2 separate regions of the Hordeum vulgare genome follow, and region 2 is linked to region 1. The links are chromatin contacts, called in public Hi-C maps. All regions are on one chromosome and are shown on one strand. The core of a region is the stretch at or near the end of the contact, and the rest is flanking DNA. Distances in the headings are between cores, read along the strand shown. Region 1 has its middle 8.3 kb from the start of LOC123439257. Region 2 holds the start of LOC123439259 (17.9 kDa heat shock protein 2-like).

Region 1 (3,898 bases), core at 809-3,308:
GATGGCGAGCTTCTCCTTCGCCGGTTGATGCTCGTGGAGGAGGTGGTGGTTGTAGGCGGTGTCGGCCAGTGCCTCCTGGAACTTCTCGTCCCTCTCCTCCCGCACCATGTCCATTTCAAAGTCAAAGGCCTTGCTGATGGTCACGGTGCAATGCGCTGGCGATGGTGGCTCGGAGGAGGAGGGGGTGTCGTGGACGACGAGGGTGATGTCGGCTCATCGTTCGTCATATACTTGATCTGGACGTTGTCATCCTTCGGCCTTGTGACAGCCATCGAGCCGAGAGTAATGGCGATCATCTTCTTCTTTTGATCCGTCGTCGGCCTGTCCCAAAGAACTTTGTAGCGTGAGGAAGCCATTGTGGAAGTGGTGCCGAGAAGAGAAAATGTCGGAGCTGGATAACTGTGGCTATGGTTGGGTGACAGAGGGACCGACTCGTGGCACTGGAGTAGCCGTCTTAGCAACCACATGGCATTAATGTGGGAGACAGACTCATTGGACTGGTCGCCATTGTGTCGTTAATGCGGGAGACAGACGGATTGAATGTGGAGCAGTCGCATGCATGGAAAGCGGCGCGGGCGACACTCTCTTGGCCAGCGCATTGCTTCAATTTCGGCGCTAGTGAGAAGTCTCGTCCATTTTGGCCAGGCATGAATACAGCATTGACACTATGGAGCGGCGCTAACCATTTCAGACACGAAGGATTTATGGGCGAGCACAATCAGACGCAGGGCCTAGGTGTTGTCCGAACGCGTGCAAAACCCAACACATTTGTCTCTTGTTTACGTAAGAAAGTACATCCAAACTGCAATATGGACCGATATAAATTCGTGTTGGATGATTTCCGTGGTCGTGACTGTACGATCCGAACGGATGCGGGAGATTTGCGGATTACCTTTGTAGATGCTCTAAATTTGCACATGTTGTCTTAGCAGTGAAGGAAAGAGTTAACTACGTATATAATTTGTTAGGCCAAAATAAATATTTGTCATATCAATTGCCAAATCAACAATCTATCAGCAATAGTAAAAATGCAAACAAAAGAACCCATCGGCTTGAACAAATAAGCAGATGTATGGTTTGAGAGTGACTTAGGGAATCATAATGCCCGCCATACACAAATCCTCCTGTTCTACAACACATGATATTTTATGTGTTTAATTTATTAATAAAAATATTAAAAATAAATTCTTAATTTAAGAATTATGAGGAAAAAACATGGTATCGGCCATAGGGAATGAGGCCCATGGAAAAGAGTTTCAAGGGTCAAGGTTGAAAGAGGAGGGAGGCAGGTGGAGAAATACCATTCCAACTAGGGTCTTCTTGTGCGTCCAGAGCTGAAGATAAAGCAGGAGTGCAAGCATTCTATCAAAATTTATACACATCCCAAGGCTACAATGATATGAATGCGCTACTGCAGTTTGTTCCGGAGAGAGTCAATGGCAATATGAATGCATTCCTGGATCAACCGTTCGGGCCGGAGCCCGGAGGAGGTTCATACAGCTTTATTCCAGATGTCTCCCTCCAAAGCCCCAGGTATCGATGGTTTTACTGCAGGGTTCTTCCTGCGGCACTGGGATCTGATCAATGGCGACCTTGTGCCGGCTATTCTTGGCTTTTTCAATGGTGGTGATTTGCCGGTTGGGTTTATGTTGGAGTAGCCCAGCTCTTGTCCTAGCTGGCCGTAGCCCTACCTCTCCCCGTCTCTCTGCACTCTCGTCAAACGATCAGGGAAAGAAGAAGAAAAGGGACATAGGAAGTTTCCTAACGCCACAGCCGCACGAACAGCATCCTTTTTATCTTGAGCACGAACTCAATTGCCGGCTCCAGTACAACGTAACCATACAGCTTTATACCTAGGCAAGTGACCGGGCACGCACCCTCACTCCCTGCCTTCTCGCGTCCACGATCCGCACGCCTCGCTCCGCTACGACGCGTTCCCGCGCGCAGCTAGCGGCCAGCTCCAACGGACGTGCGCGAGATCGCCGTATAGCTAGCTAACTGCCTGCCTTGTATTCCTACGCCTACTCTGCGCGAGTGCTTGGTCACCCCGTGCAACACACACACGCACACCTAGCCCATGAACCCGATGCACCCGACGTGCCCGATGCGCGCCCATACACGTACCAGCCACGCCGAGTTCATCGCCACGGTTTTTTATGTCCTAACAGTTTAATGATGCGTATATTACTCTTATTCCGAAGGTAAGAAACCCACAGTCGATTAGCCAATACCCACCCATTTCTCTGTGTCCAGTTTTTTTTATAAGATCGCTGCCAAGATGATTACTAATCGTCTGAAGGAGATTATGGATGCAGTGGTGGGGGAGGAACAAAGTGCATTCATCCTGGGCTGCCTGATTACTGACAATATGGTCGTGGCGTTTGAAAGTGTTCATACTATGAGGAGGCGGAAAAAGGGAAAAATTATTCTTGTGCTGTCAAGTTGGATATGATGAAAGCCTATGACCGAGTTGAATGACATTATTTGGAGGCAATCATGCTCAAGCTTGGTTTTAGCTGTCGGTGTGTGAACCTCGTGATGAAGTGTGTGACCTCCGTCAGGTTCACGGTGAGAGTGAATGGGGATCTCCTACCTGTGTTCACCCCCTCATGTGGGTTGCGGCAAGGCGATCCAATTTCACCATTTCTCTTTTTGCTTTGTGCGGAGGGACTTACTTCTCTGCTTAACTATTTCCCTAATGTTCATAGAGGTATTCGAGTATCCTTCTGAGCTCCGTGGGTTAGTCACTTATTGTTTGCTGACGATTGTCTGATCTTCATTAGTGCAACTCAGGAAAGTGTTGACAGGTTCCCTTGATCGTCGAGCTATGCATTGGATATCATGGGACAAGCTTGCATCATCTAAGGCTGGTGGTGGCATGGGGTTTCGTAACCTCGAACTGTTTAACCTGGCGGTATTAGGTAAACACGGATGGAGATTTATCGCTAATCCGAATTGCCTGTGTGCTAGGGTTATGAAGGGTCGTTACTTCCCTGACTGTGATTTCATGGCTGCTACTATCCCGAAGTCCTCGTCCGCGATCTGGCGAGCTATCATTGCAGGCAGGAACGCGAGTAGGAGATGGGAGTTATATCTCCATCTGGGAGGATTGTTGGATCCCTGGATTGATCAACTTGTCGCCCTCGGTCATACCGGGTGGAACTACTCTCAGTACAGTCGATCATCTCATTGACTCTGACAATTGGACTTGGAGGCAAGATGTTGTTCGACATTTCTTCACTTTACCTGAGGAAGCTATTCTGAATATCCCACTGCATGCTGGTGGTGGGGATGATTTCCTGGCCTGGGCTTTTGAAAGGAGTGGCTCTTATTCTGTCAAATCTGCGTTCCCTGCTCTCGTGACTCGGAAAGAGCTTGTTGCTCTAGAGGAAGGGAAGGTCACCAACACCTCAATGAATGACGAACAGATGTGGAAGAAGCTCTCGAAGCTTAAGGTTTTACCGAAGGTGCGTGCCTTCTGGTTGAGAGTTGTTCGTGGTATTCTTCCACATGAATGCACCTTTCGACGTCGGCATATAAAAGTCATCAACAGATGCAATGTTTACTTGGCGATGGTTGAGGACCTTATGCACGCTCTAGTGCATTGCTCTCATGCCACTTTGTTGTGGGAACATGCACATGACCTATTTGGTATTCGAAGGCCCCGCCTCCACCTAGATACATGGTATCGAGATATATTATGTGATGGATAGTTTTCTGATGTACAGAGGCCTCAGATAATCTCGGACATGTGGTCTATATGGCACTCAAGAAACAGGGTGACGCATGATGATGAGCAGCTCGACCCGTTCTCCTCTATCATGCGGATACGGGAGGATTTGGCATTGTTAGATATTCCACATTCTCATGCTTTCGTTCTACCAGGACATGGAATGGA
Region 2 (3,898 bases), core at 704-3,203, 33 kb before region 1:
ACGACGACCACCACCTACGCAAGCCCTCAAAAATCTTCCGCCATGGACGCCACCACGACGCCAAACGATGACCTCCACTTATGCGAGTCCATCTTCAAGCAACGGACGTAGATCCATGCTAGGATAGGTTCGCACCACCGCCGTCACCCATCACCCACAAGCGCCGCCCAACCCCAAGGTTCCCAAACCGGCGCCTTCAAGAAGGTAACGACGCCATGAGCGCCACCGCCGCCCAACAAAGTTAGGGCTTTCCTCCGGGAGACCTAGGGAAAGGGGAAGTGAGGAGATCAGTCCATACCGACGCCTGCAAGGAGGGGAACGGCGTCCAAGCTGTCGCTGTCGGCGTGGCCGGCCAGGGATTTCGCCTGAACTAGATCTCCACCACCAGCAGCGCCTCCTGTATAGAACCGGCGACCAAGGGAAGCACGGCCCGACCAGGCTGACCCGCACGCCGAACAGAGGAGGAGAGGAGGCGCCAGATCGCGCGCACCGACCGTCGCAGAAGCCGCCACCAGCCGCCAACGATCACCGGGATCCCGCCGCCCGTACGACCAAGACGCTAGATCCACCGTCCGTACAGCTGCTCGCCAGAGCCTACCGTGCCTCGTTAAAGGAGCCGCCGCTCCAGATCCGGGACTCTCCACGCAGAGTCAGGGCAGCCGAGATCTCGCGGCCACCATTCTTGACGCCCTGGGCTTGCCCGGCAGCTGCCTCAGGCGGCGGCGAGGAGGTCAATCTCTACGTTCTAATCTTGTACAACACACACCTGCTGAGCAAGCGAACAAGAAGTTTGAAAAATGGAAATCTGTTGACGCAGAGGCGTTGGTACGGCGTATAAGAGCAAGTACAATAAGGTACAGTCAGCAGGCTGTAAGGATTAAAATAGTATATTTCTGCTGAGTTGGATGAGAGAGATGAGGAGAGAGAAGGGAAGCGGGCTCTTCGTGAAGAGCCAGCTCTAGCACATACTCTTAGGTGCTTTGTGAGAATGAAACGTGTATCATATATGATAAAATTAGTACTCTTTTATAGCTAACTATTGTACAAGCTAGCTATAAAGTGGGCTATAAGACTGCTTATAGCCAGCAGTTGGCTATACTATTAACCATGCTCTAAGAAACCTTCCCTTTCCAAATCACAAATTAATTAACAAGAAGGCCAACGAGTCACCTACATCTCTACAGTAAGAAAAAATGATTAAGCCACCGCAACAACGCTGTGCATGTAGCATCATCCCCAGTTAGCTAGCTTGTGCTCTCGCTAAAGCCCAGAATCTTGCGTGGAGCCACTAATGAATAAGCAGATCACACCAAGAAGTAGAATTGTTGCGCCATCGTTACCTCGACGTCGATCGAGATTACAACAAAGGCTACCTAATTAATCAGTGGTACAGCGCGCACGGACGTACGCCTTGGCCTTGCAGACGACGCGATCTTGTCGATGACACAACAACAACAGGAACGTGTGAGTGAGAAAGAGTGTGAACGGGACTGCACATCGAGGCCATAACTCTAGGACGTCGACCGTGCGACACGTCGCCCCACACCCGTGCCGACTCATGCGTACGGCGGCTAGCTCCCGGTGAGTCGCCAAGCCTAGCGAGGTGACGAGGATATGCCAACGAATTTATTGGACGACGTCGCCGTCGAAATGGTCCGGAAAAGTAGTGCACCGGAGGGACCGTTTGCGACCCAATTTTTGTAGCTTCTCGTGCGATATTTTCTTGCATAAAATGGCGCTGTAAAGTGTTTTTTTTTTTGGATAATTTTCAATGCATTTTTTAGGTGCATCGGGTCTGCTTTCATCGTTGTTGCTCGGATTTCTCGTGCGTGCTTTCTTGATCGTCCCCATATGATTCCATGCACAAAGCAACGAAGCAAGGACCCCTTCACACCACGTACTGGCCCAAGCAGCAAGGACAAGTCAAGCTACAGAGACAGCTGCAGCTCCGCAGGAAGGCGCAAGGTAGGTGGCTGGTCCGCTAGTGTATACTTTCGTCGTCCATAAATAGACGGTGCCTCGCTCGCCATTAGCCAGCTCCGAGCTAGCAGCATTCAGAGATACTACATATTTTCCAAGCTAGCCTGCATTTGGTACACACACATACAACAGACATACATATATTTCCAAGCTTGTTAAACGAGAGGAGGATGTCTATGGTGAGGTTCTTGGACACGCTGGCCCTGGACTCGTGGAACCCCTTCGGCAGCATCTTCGGCACCACGGCGTCCGGCGGCGCCGACGCGTGGCTGGCCAGCGACACCACCGCGTTCGCCGACACCTACATCGAGAGCCGGGAGACGGCGGAGGCGTACGTGTTCAGCGCCAGGCTCCCCGCGGGGGTCACCAAGGAGGAGGTCAAGGTGGAGGTGGAGGAGGAGGGCAAGGTGCTGGTCATCGCCGGCGAGCGGACCCTGCGGAGGGAGGCCAAGAGCGAGACGCGGCACCACGTCGAGCGCAGCTGCGCCACCTTCTTCGGCAGGTTCCACCTCCCGCAAGACGCCGCCTTGGGCCAGGTCAGGGCCGCCATGGAGGACGGCGGCGCGCAGCTCACCGTCACCGTGCCCAGGGTCGGTGCCGCCGCCGCCGCCGTGGCCATGCCCGAGCCTCCCATGGCCATCGAGGTCGTCGAGGCCAGCCCGTGCTGATGGCGATCGACGCCGGTGCCGACTACGGACGTACGTGCAGTAATAAGTTGCTGCTCGTATGTATGATCTGCTTGATGGGTCCGCAGCAAATTGTGGTGTTCGATGTACGTAACTACGTACTACTTTCATCGGCCATTCGGCCTGTAATATGCATGCGCACAGTCAAGTTTGCATGTACTCTTACTTGTCAGTTTTGGTGTTCACGGTCAAATTAGTGAAGTGTTCACTGTCAAGTTGATGAAGAGAAAGCCTGAATCATTCTACTGGTACTCGCTAATTAAATTCAGTACTTGTTAGAGCAACTCTAACCAATCCTAGAGAAGTAAACGGCCTGGTATCTTTAAGAGAGTACTTTTACTCCACTAAAAATGGTCATTTCTAACTGATCATTCAAACATAGCAGAGTAAAATTTACATTATTTTCATGCATTTTGTCAAACTCTTGCTATTCGGTGGGACTCCGAGGGCACCGCGAGGCCAAAGTCATAGACCATGAGGTTCCCGTCGGCGTCAAGGAGGATGTTCTGCGGCTTGACGTCGCGGTTGGAGACGCCGGAGAGGTGGAAGTAGATTTTTTTTAAACAAAAACTGTATTCTTTATTATAAGTTCAGAAACATGAGGATACATATGATATCGGGCAAACTAGTGAGTCATAAATGGCACACGGGTTATACAGATGATGAGGATACAGATGATATCGCCGCTAGCGTGGAAGTAGATGAGTGTGGGCTATACCTCGCCATGAGCAACCCGGCCTGGACGGCCCGATCCGACCCGTCCAAAAATCTCGGACCAGGCCATGCCTAAACTTACCATCGGGCCGGGCTCTGCCTTGAGGAATGCAATTTTAAGCCGTGGTCAGGCTGGGCCAATCGTGCGCACTCAGCTTTTTACTCCCTCCGTCACGGTTTAGAAGACAATAGTTAAATTTACGTGCGTTTCTAAAATAGACATAGTTTAAGGCGCAAAAACAATTACTTTATTAATTAGTACTAGTACTCCCTCCGTTTCTAAATATAAGACCTTTTAGAGATTACACTACTACATTCGGATGTATATAGACATATTTTAGAGTATAGGTTCACTCATTTCGCTCCATATGTAGTCCATAGTAGAATTTCTAAAAGGTCTTATATTTAGGAACGTAGGGAGTAATATTCATGCATGCGCCCTCCCAATTTGGTGGTCACGCATTAGTACTACTATTTTATCAGTTGATTAGACGCATTAACATGTACACATGCTACAT

Evidence for each region. Hi-C and Micro-C count contacts between places; a contact is called where the count stands out from the background.
Region 2: a contact with region 1 is called in a Hi-C map of seedling, with 2.9 times the contacts expected there. The contact joins the promoter of LOC123439259 here to the enhancer-like site in region 1. A contact is called at or near these places in 4 of 6 Hi-C or Micro-C datasets (leaf and seedling).

What each region holds. Positions count from the first base shown.
Region 1 is chr3H:13,366,386-13,370,283 of MorexV3_pseudomolecules_assembly, reverse strand. No RefSeq gene overlaps it. Among protein-coding and RNA genes, the nearest start is that of LOC123439257, 8.3 kb to the right of the region's middle. Within about 2 kb of position 2,058, at least 1 of the 3 cell types and tissues checked has open chromatin away from gene starts, as enhancers often do. A contact at or near this core is called in seedling, where this site is marked.
Region 2 is chr3H:13,399,715-13,403,612 of MorexV3_pseudomolecules_assembly, reverse strand. It overlaps LOC123439259 (17.9 kDa heat shock protein 2-like), which reads left to right and starts at 1,953. Exons shown (of 1, transcript XM_045115995.1): 1 at 1,953-2,917. The coding sequence starts at 2,151. The coding sequence ends at 2,648.